Regions from separate parts of the Gossypium hirsutum genome. Here region 2 is linked to region 1. Evidence: chromatin contacts called from public Hi-C data. All regions are on one chromosome and are shown on one strand. The core of a region is the stretch at or near the end of the contact, and the rest is flanking DNA. Distances in the headings are between cores, read along the strand shown.

What was found. A called contact is a pair of places that touch in the nucleus more often than the background predicts.
Region 2: a Hi-C map of leaf shows a contact between it and region 1, with 2.8 times the contacts expected there. The contact joins the promoter of LOC107893524 here to the promoter of LOC121212486 in region 1. A contact is called at or near these places in 2 of 34 Hi-C or Micro-C datasets (both in leaf).

The regions. Positions count from the first base shown.
Region 1 is chrA13:94,504,833-94,510,028 of Gossypium_hirsutum_v2.1, forward strand. It overlaps LOC121212486 (NEP1-interacting protein 1), which reads left to right and starts at 3,472. Exons shown (of 5, transcript XM_041085309.1): 1 at 3,472-3,803; 2 at 4,089-4,240; 3 at 4,383-4,466; 4 at 4,552-4,716; 5 at 4,815-5,128. The coding sequence starts at 3,650. The coding sequence ends at 4,979.
Region 2 is chrA13:94,648,972-94,653,912 of Gossypium_hirsutum_v2.1, forward strand. LOC107893524 (polyadenylate-binding protein RBP45C) reads right to left here and starts at 2,521. Exons shown (of 7, transcript XM_016818554.2): 1 at 2,027-2,521; 2 at 1,313-1,787. The coding sequence starts at 2,347.

The sequences.
Region 1 (5,196 bases), core at 2,222-4,721:
AAAGAAAAACTGTATAAAATAAATTATTTTTTTTTAGAATTTTTTACTTTGAAAAAGAGAAGTTAAAATTTTTAATTTTTCTTTCTCAAAAGTATTTTTAGTGCTTAACTACTTTTTTAACCTTCCAATAACATTGTATTTTTCCTCTCTTTTTTCTTGGTGCTTAATTACAAATGTGTTAAAATTATTAATTAAAAATAAAAAATATTTTTTAAAATACTAATTACAAATATTTAATGGTTATATTTAAATATTTAAAATGTAATTTATATATTCTAATTAAATTTTATAAGTAATTAATATTTATTACTTAAAAATATTTACAATTTATATTTCATTTATTAAAATATTAACAAGTTATAATAATTTTTTATATTCTTACTAAAATAAAATAATATTAATTAATTTAAATTTTATTTAAATGCATATTTGTTACTTAATAATAACATGTTTAAAATGGACATTTTATTTCTCAAAAGCACTTTTTGGCAACAATGCTAAACACTCAAATTTTAAATTAAACTTTTCAAAAACAATTTTCCACAAAACTTTTCAAAAGCACTTTTCAAAAGCATTGCCAAACTAGCCCTATGTATGCAATGGTCTCCATAATAAAGCCTCAGCTATTTCACTTAGTACTCTTATTCTTGGGATGCTCACAACAGTTCTCTCAGTTATCTATTCTGCTCTTCGTACTGGATCCTCAATGACATTTTTATCGCCACCATCTTCCCCAAAAGTAGGTACTCAAAATAATGCAATACTTGTAATCTTTTAAAGTCCCCTGAAAAGACGTAAGTCGAAGGTATTTATACAAGTATTCCATTTGATCTTTGCATATAGGGCCAAAAAAAGGCCGCTAAAAACTTGCTTTGTTGTTGTGCATTTAGAAAACTAAAATAAAATCTAATTAAAACTAAATCTACTAACTAAAACCATAAGTTGGCCTCCAAGGCTCCCTTCATGCCTTAGCATAACCTTGCAATTTATAGGCAAAGTTAGCTGCCCAATTAGGTCAATTACAAGCCGTAATTGCACTAAATATTGGATTGTGTGAACAAAAACCCCATTGATTAATTTTTGCCCTCCGTCAGATCTATGTCGCGATACATAACTTTGAACAACACTTCTTGAGCTCGTTCTGTTGTGTTGCAACTCCAGAAGCTCGTGTTGCGACTGACTATCATTCCTGATGCTTTTGGGCTTAAAAATAAGTGTTCGGCATACTCAATTAACTCGTTAAGACTACTTTAAGGCCTATATTGACCCAAAATGTTAGCTAACTCAAAATTATGCATAAAAATATTTATATTTACAATAAATTAAATCTAAATTACTAAAACTGAAAATGCAATAAAATAACCTAAAACTGCTTAAGAATAAGTTCGTTAAGTGTTGAAAAGTACCTAATTTGCCACTAAAAATTATGTCATGTCAATATTTAAATATCTTATTTAGTACTTTTTAAATATTTTCGAAATTCAAATGTAAAAGTTATAACTTGCATCTTTTGTGTTTGATAAATGTATAGGTGTTTCTTGATTTCATATAAAAAGAATAAAACACAATTATAATAATATAATTTTTAAAAAAAACTTAGTCATGTTTTACCTAAGTTGGTACTCGATTTAGGACTTTTTAAGTATAATATATATGCTACTCTCATTTGAGTAAATATTTACAAAAGACACGAAAGGGAACAAAATGGAAGTGCAAGGAAAAAAAAAGGTTAGGGAAAATAATTTATACATGTATATTTTGTTTTTATAGTTAAAATTAAAAAAGAAATGAAAGTAAAGCCATTTCCAGGGCTTTTGTTTCATTGAGTTGTGGATGAGAAAGTAAATTTTCTTAGCTTTTACGCCAAATTCAGGTACACTATATGTTGGGTATCTCGACATTATTAATTAAGACACAAGAATAAGGCTGGGTCAATAGGCCGAAGGTGAACCATGTCTTTTTTTTACCAATGATAATTATCCTATTCATCTTTAATAAGAAGGGGAAAGTTGAGGCAATCAAGCACCTTTAGGAAGCTTTTGAGAGGAGTTCAAATCAACAAATAAATACACATAAATATGTGCTTTATTTTAGCCACAATGTTTGAGCGAATGCAATCAAACATTTTTCTAGTATTTTACATTATGATTTACAGTTAGCTTGACAAAAACAAAGACCTTTCTAAAGTCTTGAAGTGGGTAAGCCAATGGATGTATAAACCTAAGTTAGTGGTAATATTCAAGATTAATTCAGTATTCAATGTAAGTATGCTTAAGCCTATGTATGAGGATCAAGGTGATTTCAATTGAGACGAGTTACAATGAGAGCAAAAAAAAAGTGATGACTTCTTACAATTAAAATGTACAAAAAAAAATACAATACGAGTTAATTTGCTCATTCTAGCTCTATTACACTAGTATAATTGTTATACCATAATGTGATAGTGGAAAGCGACAATGTGAATGGGGTGGGATGCTACAACCAAAGAGTGATTCCGACAACCACCTCTCACTAAAAAGAGACATCAGAGAAATATACAAAGTGATGATGGGATGTAAAAAATCATGGTGTACAGCAAACCATATAGGAGACATGGTGGGTGCGGAAGCCAGTATCTACCCCTCTTGGTAGTATTAGGAGTCTATTACTCTTTCATAAAATGGGATTAACTAGCTTTTTTTATTTGAATAAACTCACATACCTTTTCCTCCAAATAATATAATATATAACATTCATTATGTTGTCAGGGAAAGTAACAAAGAGAAGAGTCTTTTACTCTCATAAAATGGGTTTAGCGGACTTCGTTTATTTCAATAAACAATATTAAGTTATATGACATTCATTATGTCGGTGAAAGAATTACATATAATATTTTAAAAGATGACCTTTCTAGTCCATGTATTTATTTGTTTAGAAAATAAATTGATTTGGGTGAAAGCAAACTTAGTTTCTATTAAGCTTTAATTAAAAGATATAACAACATTTAGTGTGTTTAGTTTATTTTTTTGCTATATTACAGTATTTAATTTCACCATCACTATTATTTTTATATTAATCACATGTAAATATATTACCCATTCTTAGTCTTAAACCTCACAACTTTTCTACTTTGGTTTTTAACTTTTTTTTTTTGGGTTTATATTAATTTTATAATTTAATTTTTTAAAATTTAGTCCCTAAACTTTAATTCTGTTAAAGTATAGTGATAGATTGTGCCGCCTGATTTTTTTAAAAAAATAAAGTCTTTATTTTTAGATTTTATATTATTTTTTAATAAAATTTAAGTGATGAATGGTATATAAAAAACTTAAAATGGATTGATTAATAAAGGAAAATGAATTGTTTAGTCATTTTATTAGACACGTTTAAAACACTAACAACAAAAATGCAATGGCCAATACGGAAATAACCCCATGTATTAGTACTTGATTTTCTTTTTCATATGAAAATTTTATCTCATTTCATTGCCTATGAGAACTAATTACTTTAGCTTTGGGCCGCCGGCTATAAATGCTCTGTATTTACACCAGAACCTTCCCCACCCTCACTCGTTAAAAACCGACTTCTTTCACTTCTAACATTCAATTCAACCTTTCACACTCCCTCTCTCTTCACTCCTTTTGTCCCTTGTTTTAGATATTTTCTTCCGATGTTAAAGGACTGTTTCCCTGGATTAGCATTTAGATGTGGGGAAGCTCTTGCTTTCTGGATTTTTGTTCTAATGACAGATCTTAGGATTGGATTCTTAATTAAACTCTTCAAAAGATCACTCTTTGCTGCTTTCATCTGCATTTTTGCTTTAGGTAATATGCTTTCTTTGCTTCAAGTTTTGTACTTCTCGCTTTTTGGTTATCTTTTTTAGCTACTCGGGTTTGTTTTTTCATCGATTTTGGCTTTTCCTGCAGATCCCATTTTCTTGTATATATTGTGTTGGTTTTGTCTCTGACAAATGAGAAAGTTTGTGCAATATTTACCTCTTCTAAACTCCTATATTATGTTACTCTGATTCGGGTATAGTTTGGAGGATCGATCCTCCCTGTTTATAGCTGCTATATCAGTTTGAACTTTGGACTCAAATTTGCTTGTAGGAGGAGCCATAGTGGGAACTGTAGTAGGAGCAATGAAAGGGCAAACAACAGAAACTGGGTTTTTCAGGGGAGCTGGAATTGGGGCTGTTGCAGGTGCGATCACAGCCGTTCAGTTACTGGAATCATTGGCTGATGGGGAGTCATTGTCTAAGGTCACAATTCGCATTAATTTCATCCTCACTAATAGTTATACATTCAAGTGGAAAATTTTCTATTTTAATTAACCCTTTGTTTAAATATAAAAATAAAAAATAATAAAGTATAAATTTCCTTATTTGATTTGCTGTTTTATAGGTAGCCTTATTGGTTAGCTTAGTAAATGGGAAGGTTTTCATTGAATGGGTAAGCCCAGCAGTGCTAAAAGCATACCAATGGCAAGTAAGTAACTCTCTGAGTAGCCAAACAAAGTAATATTTGGGTTTTGGTTACACTGTTCCTCTTATGTTGATGAAAAAAATTGCAGATGAATTCACTTGAATCGACATACAGAGAAATCTCAGACATATATGATGTAAATGGAGGAAAGGGTTTATCTAGAAGTTGCATCCAAAAGCTTCCAATGCAGGAATTTCATTCTATTGAGAGGATCAAATCAAGGGAGGAATCTTGTTGTTCAATTTGCATACAGGTAAACCAAATCTCGATATCTGCAATCCTTTTTCTTTTCATTTCGATTTGTGTAGCAGTCAAATGAGATTTTGCATGTATATATATATTTTCCTATAGGGATTAAAGGATGGAGAAATGGCAAGAAATCTTCCCAGATGTGGGCACATCTTTCACTTAAAGTGCATAGATGAATGGCTAAGCAGGCAAGGAACTTGTCCCATGTGTAGAGAGGATGTTCTTGACGATGATGATAATGGTGGTGGTGGTGGTGAAGAAGTGTAAATCAGGAAATTTTGATTCACAAAAAGTTGAGTTTTTCTTTTTTGTTCTGAAATCTGGTGTATATATAGAGCTATAGACCATTGCACAAGGGTTTTGTAGAAACTTTTTGATATTTCAAAGCAGTAAAGTAGCGGTCGTATTATATATTATTCAGATTTAGATTGAAGTCTTAATTTTGAGTATTGGTTCAATATATTTAAAATATTTGAATGGTCAT
Region 2 (4,941 bases), core at 1,271-3,770, 140 kb after region 1:
TCTTTCACCAATTTTGTGGAAGGAAGGGAGGAGGGGGAAGAGGAAGTTGCTGGTCCTTAATTTGAACGAGTTACAAAGTCAACTTCTAAGATTACTTTCAAGCAGACTAAACCTATCTGCTAAACTAATTGTTGAGTAATATTTTAACATTCTCTGCATAAACAGAAGCCTATACAGAGCATGTTATTAACCACAAAATGGCAAGAAGAGGCCTATAGTTAAAAACAAAGTAAATTCTTCTAACTTGATAAATTCTTCTAACTTGATATGAACTACAACATCAAGTGGCAAATAATAATGTTTCCAAAATGCAAGATAAATATGGATAAATCCATATGCAGATAATCATTCATTATTGCCTATTCATTATTTTAGCTTAGGCAATAAAGAAGGGCAAGTGATCCATTTCCGTTGAGGTTAAATCTATCAACTGAATATCCCGTGACAAGTTTTGGGTTTCTTTCCTGACTCAATTTGTCCTTGCATGCAACACAGCAATAGAGTAAGGTTGATGAAATTAAAATAATTTTAAAAAGAAGCGCAGATTTGAAATGCATTAGATCAAAACCTGCCCAAAGGTTCAGGAACAGAATGACACATGATAACATGCATAGCAACTTTAGCATGGCTGCTTGAGCTAGTTTCGAGTATTTTGAAGCTTAAAATTAAATGAAACAAAAGGGCAGTGTAAACATATGCAAGTATGGATGGGGAACTGATCCATGATTAAATAAAAACACATTTTCTGGACAAACGAAAAAAAGTAAAGAAACATTTAAAGGAAACATGTTGGGAAACTAAAACGAAACTGAATCTGACTGGAATACGAAAAGTAATTTGAGACTGTAGCAAAAATACTGCCACGAGGAAATGAAGCTTATGACATAAACAAAGTAACTGACCTAAAATGAGGCCACGCATTAAAGTGGAATCATTTCAGCTGATATCAGTTCCAGGCCCCCCAAAATGAGAGCCTCTTGGTGTCCTGCTTAAGACAACATAGTTTTATATAAGTTTTAGCATGTTTTAATATAATTATAAGGGCCCAATCTTACAAAGGCAAACTGGAAGGAAACGACTTTGTATAAATTCTCCAAGCTTTTATTGCATAACGGTAAGGGTTCAAACTTTAAGGAACTCTGACATGTTCGACTCAGATAATGAAAACCCAAAAACAAAACAAAACGTAATAACCAACCAGTTAAAGTAATCAAGCATAAATCAGAGCAAATAAATACTATACACAACCAAGTAAACTTCACATGGCATCCGATATAAATAATGAACTTCAAATAAACCACAAGATGTGTACCTTTCTGATACTGCTGACCAGTGAATGGCTTCTTATTAGCAGCTGGTCCAATTCGCATTGCCCTTGTCGAACAATAAATTCCATTCATTTCCGTCATGGCTCGAATCTGCTCAGTTTCATTACCAAACCTCACAAAGCCATAACCTTTAGACCGTCCAGTTGTCCTATCAGTAACCACTTTGGCACCCTTAACAGATGGGTAAACAGCTTTAAAGGTCTCCTGTAACAAGTAATCCGAAACATCCCCAGCTAAATCCCCAACAAAGATGGTGTAGTCAGTGCCCTCTTCTTGCCTCTTATCCCCATATCCGAGAGCGGCCCAATTCAATCTAAAGTTCTGCTCAGAATTTGGCATTGGCACCCCATTGTATGACTGCAAAACCCGCTCAGCTGCCTCTTGCGAGACAAACTCTATAAACCCATATCCCTCCGGTAGAGCCGTCTGCTTATTCCTAATCACCTTAGCTGAAACAACCTAAAATAACCCAAAAGATTTACCTTTGTTTAATTACGACCTTTACTACTTGTTTTTTATTGCATTAAAATAAAAAGAAAAGAAGAAATTCATTTTTATACAGAAAGGAAAAAAATGAACATTTTGGAATTTAGCTTCTGCAAGTAATGGTAAGACTATAACATATTCGCTCATTTGAATTAAATACGATTCATTTTTAATATGTACTCGGAAACTGTATTTTTCTCGAATTTAATTACCTCTCCAGTTTGAGCGAAGATATTCATGAGGTAATTCTCATCCATCCATGGTTGAAGATCACCAATCCAGAGAGATCGAATCTCGCCGGAGCCGGCGGCCGCTGAACCGGCGGGGTACTGCTGCATCTGAGAGGGGGGAGGGATAGGCTGCGTATTCCAGCCGGAAGGTGGAGGAACCGGCTGACCTACCTGCTGTTGTTGTTGAGACATCATCATCCAAGTCTGCGATTGCTGTTGTTGCTGGTAGTGATGGGTTTGAGACTGATCGGCTGCCATTGAAGGAGGCGTAGCAACGCCTCCTGGTGGTGGTTGTTGCATCATATTTGATAGATAAGGTGGAGATTTGGAAGATCCCAGAGAGAAGAGGAAACCCTAGGGGCTTATTTTAATTTCGGAAATCGAATTTTTATAGAGGGATGTGCTTTGAGGGGATAATTTTATTTTGGGCAAATTCCCTTCTTTTTTTCACACAATTCTGAAATGTTATAGGATTGTGACTCAACTTTTAGTATTTATTTTTATCACTTATAAAACAATAATTTAACTATTTAATTTTCTCTTTTTTTATCAGCCAACCATCTTACATTTTTACTCCATCTTTTTAAATTGTTAAAATCTTGTTTGTGATGTTATACATCTTAGTAATTTGTTCAATTAGATAAAATCATGCCTATAATATTCTTCCATTATAAATGTAAGAAATTATAATTAATTGACAAAATATCTAATTGTTACATGTTTAATCTTCTTAAGTGTAAAATTAGATTAAATGAGTGATAGCTTGATTATTTTACATATTTTACGTGCTCAACTCAACTTGTTCTTCAATTAATTCCTTCTAATTGGTGAATTTTATGTTTAAATATTATCAGGAACGAAATTCAAATGCTGTAAATCAAAGCCAAGCAAAACAGAATTAAATTAAAGCATGGGAAGTTGAAAAGGGGTCAAATCATAAATTTATAGACATTTAGGGGTTGATCAGATTTTTGACTTTATAAAAGCCAAAATTAAAAAAGAAATATAATATTTATTTCATGTAATTAGTGGATATGTGGGATTAACATAATTTTAGCATATGATTTATGTATAAATAGGTGGCATGGCCTACTTGAAAAAACACACCTTGATAACTTTTGTTTCCATTTAAATTTTTGGTTCAATTTTTTCCCAAGCCCTCCCCCTTTCTTCTATCACTATTTTCATTTAAATCTACTTTCATAACCAACCAAAGCATGATTAAATTCATACTTCACTAATTTCAAATTAGTTTTGGGCTGGTATTCTTTCAGATCAAGAATCATAAGAAATTATATCCGCACTAAAAATCCTTCAAATTCGTATTCACCATCTCTCCGAAATATCGGGATTGACAAATTCATCCATTAAAGTTAACTCGATTTTAATTCAAAAAGTGCGTTAGGTTGGAGTCGTTTTGGCGTACAGTTGAGAAGACGAGTCGGTCGTGCTGTATTCTGATTTCCGCAAACAAGTTAAGGGAGATTGTGATCAGATTAAATGTCCCGCACAGTTGAGGCTGTTAATCCAAGTTGGGTTCTTTAGAACGCAAGGCTGTCGAGATCTTGAACTGAAAACACGTGTATCATGGTTAGACAATCGGTAAGGGTTGGTTTGCAGGGCGTACCTGGATTACCTGCCAGAGGAAGAATTAGTGGTTAGGACGTTCTTCGTCGCTATAACTAGCTTATTGTTTGAAGGAGAAAACTAATTTTTGAGGATCGATTCAAAAACTAGAATCCACTGAGTCTAAAAAATCTAAATAACTATGTCTAAAAAATCTAAATTTATTTTCCAATTTAATTAATTGTTTATTTCTGCTATTTCATTTATTTAATTTCTAGTCATTTTGAAACTCCTTTAATTTATTTAACTTATTTTTCAACAGGTTCGTTTGGAGTCATGGGCACGACAATTGCCACGATTATCAGCTCGACGAAAATTCTGTTCACAAGAAAAACATGAAAGTTAATCATAACATTCAGTCCCTATGGACTCGACCCTACTATTCTTTATTATTGTTTAGATTTATTTTAATTGTAGGAATTATTTTTGGTGGTTTCGACATCCATCAATGAGTAATAGTATTAACTGATATTATTACCTTGCATAACTTAAAGATTGTTGTGATTAAATTTGTTTCAAGATAAAAGTATATTGTTATTTCACTTTATCTTATGTCTGCTTATGAAAATTAATTAATTAATTTAGCATAGACATATGCTAGAAAGATTAATTGATTTTAATAAGTATGTTTGCATCAGTTAACAAAAGACCAAGTTGCCATAAAATTGTCCGTAACATCATAAACATTGTTTTAATAATTCTGAGTTAAAGAATAAAATTAATCTAACACACCTCTATCATATTAATTAAACTTGTTAAAGATTTGCTTTCACCTTGTTTTTTATTTTAGTCTAGGTAATAACTCACTTTCTCACAATATTTTTCCGCTACCAATTTGTGTAAGTATATATTTCATAAACATTTGCTTGTTCAGTCCCTATGGAAATGATAATTCAATATACTTATCACTTTACTACTTATTACAATTGTGTACTCTTGCACATTTCCAGCGTTCCAACCTTTGCAGTTAAAATCACACTTTTAAATCGTTTTATAAAATTGTTTGTTTTTTGCGTACGTGCGCATACGATCACATGTCAATTGTATTCTCACTATTTTACCAAGCTTACTAGAGCAATCTACTTATTAAAGTTTTTTCATTAAGGTTTTCATATTCACATATAGATATGTATACCATGTTGTCATGATACACAACTCATAACAAAGTCATATAATTAGAGCTTCTGAACATCCATTCATCATCACATATTTTTCATATTTCATGCATATCATATATCACTTTTATGGGCTCATTAAGTATTTTCAACTAA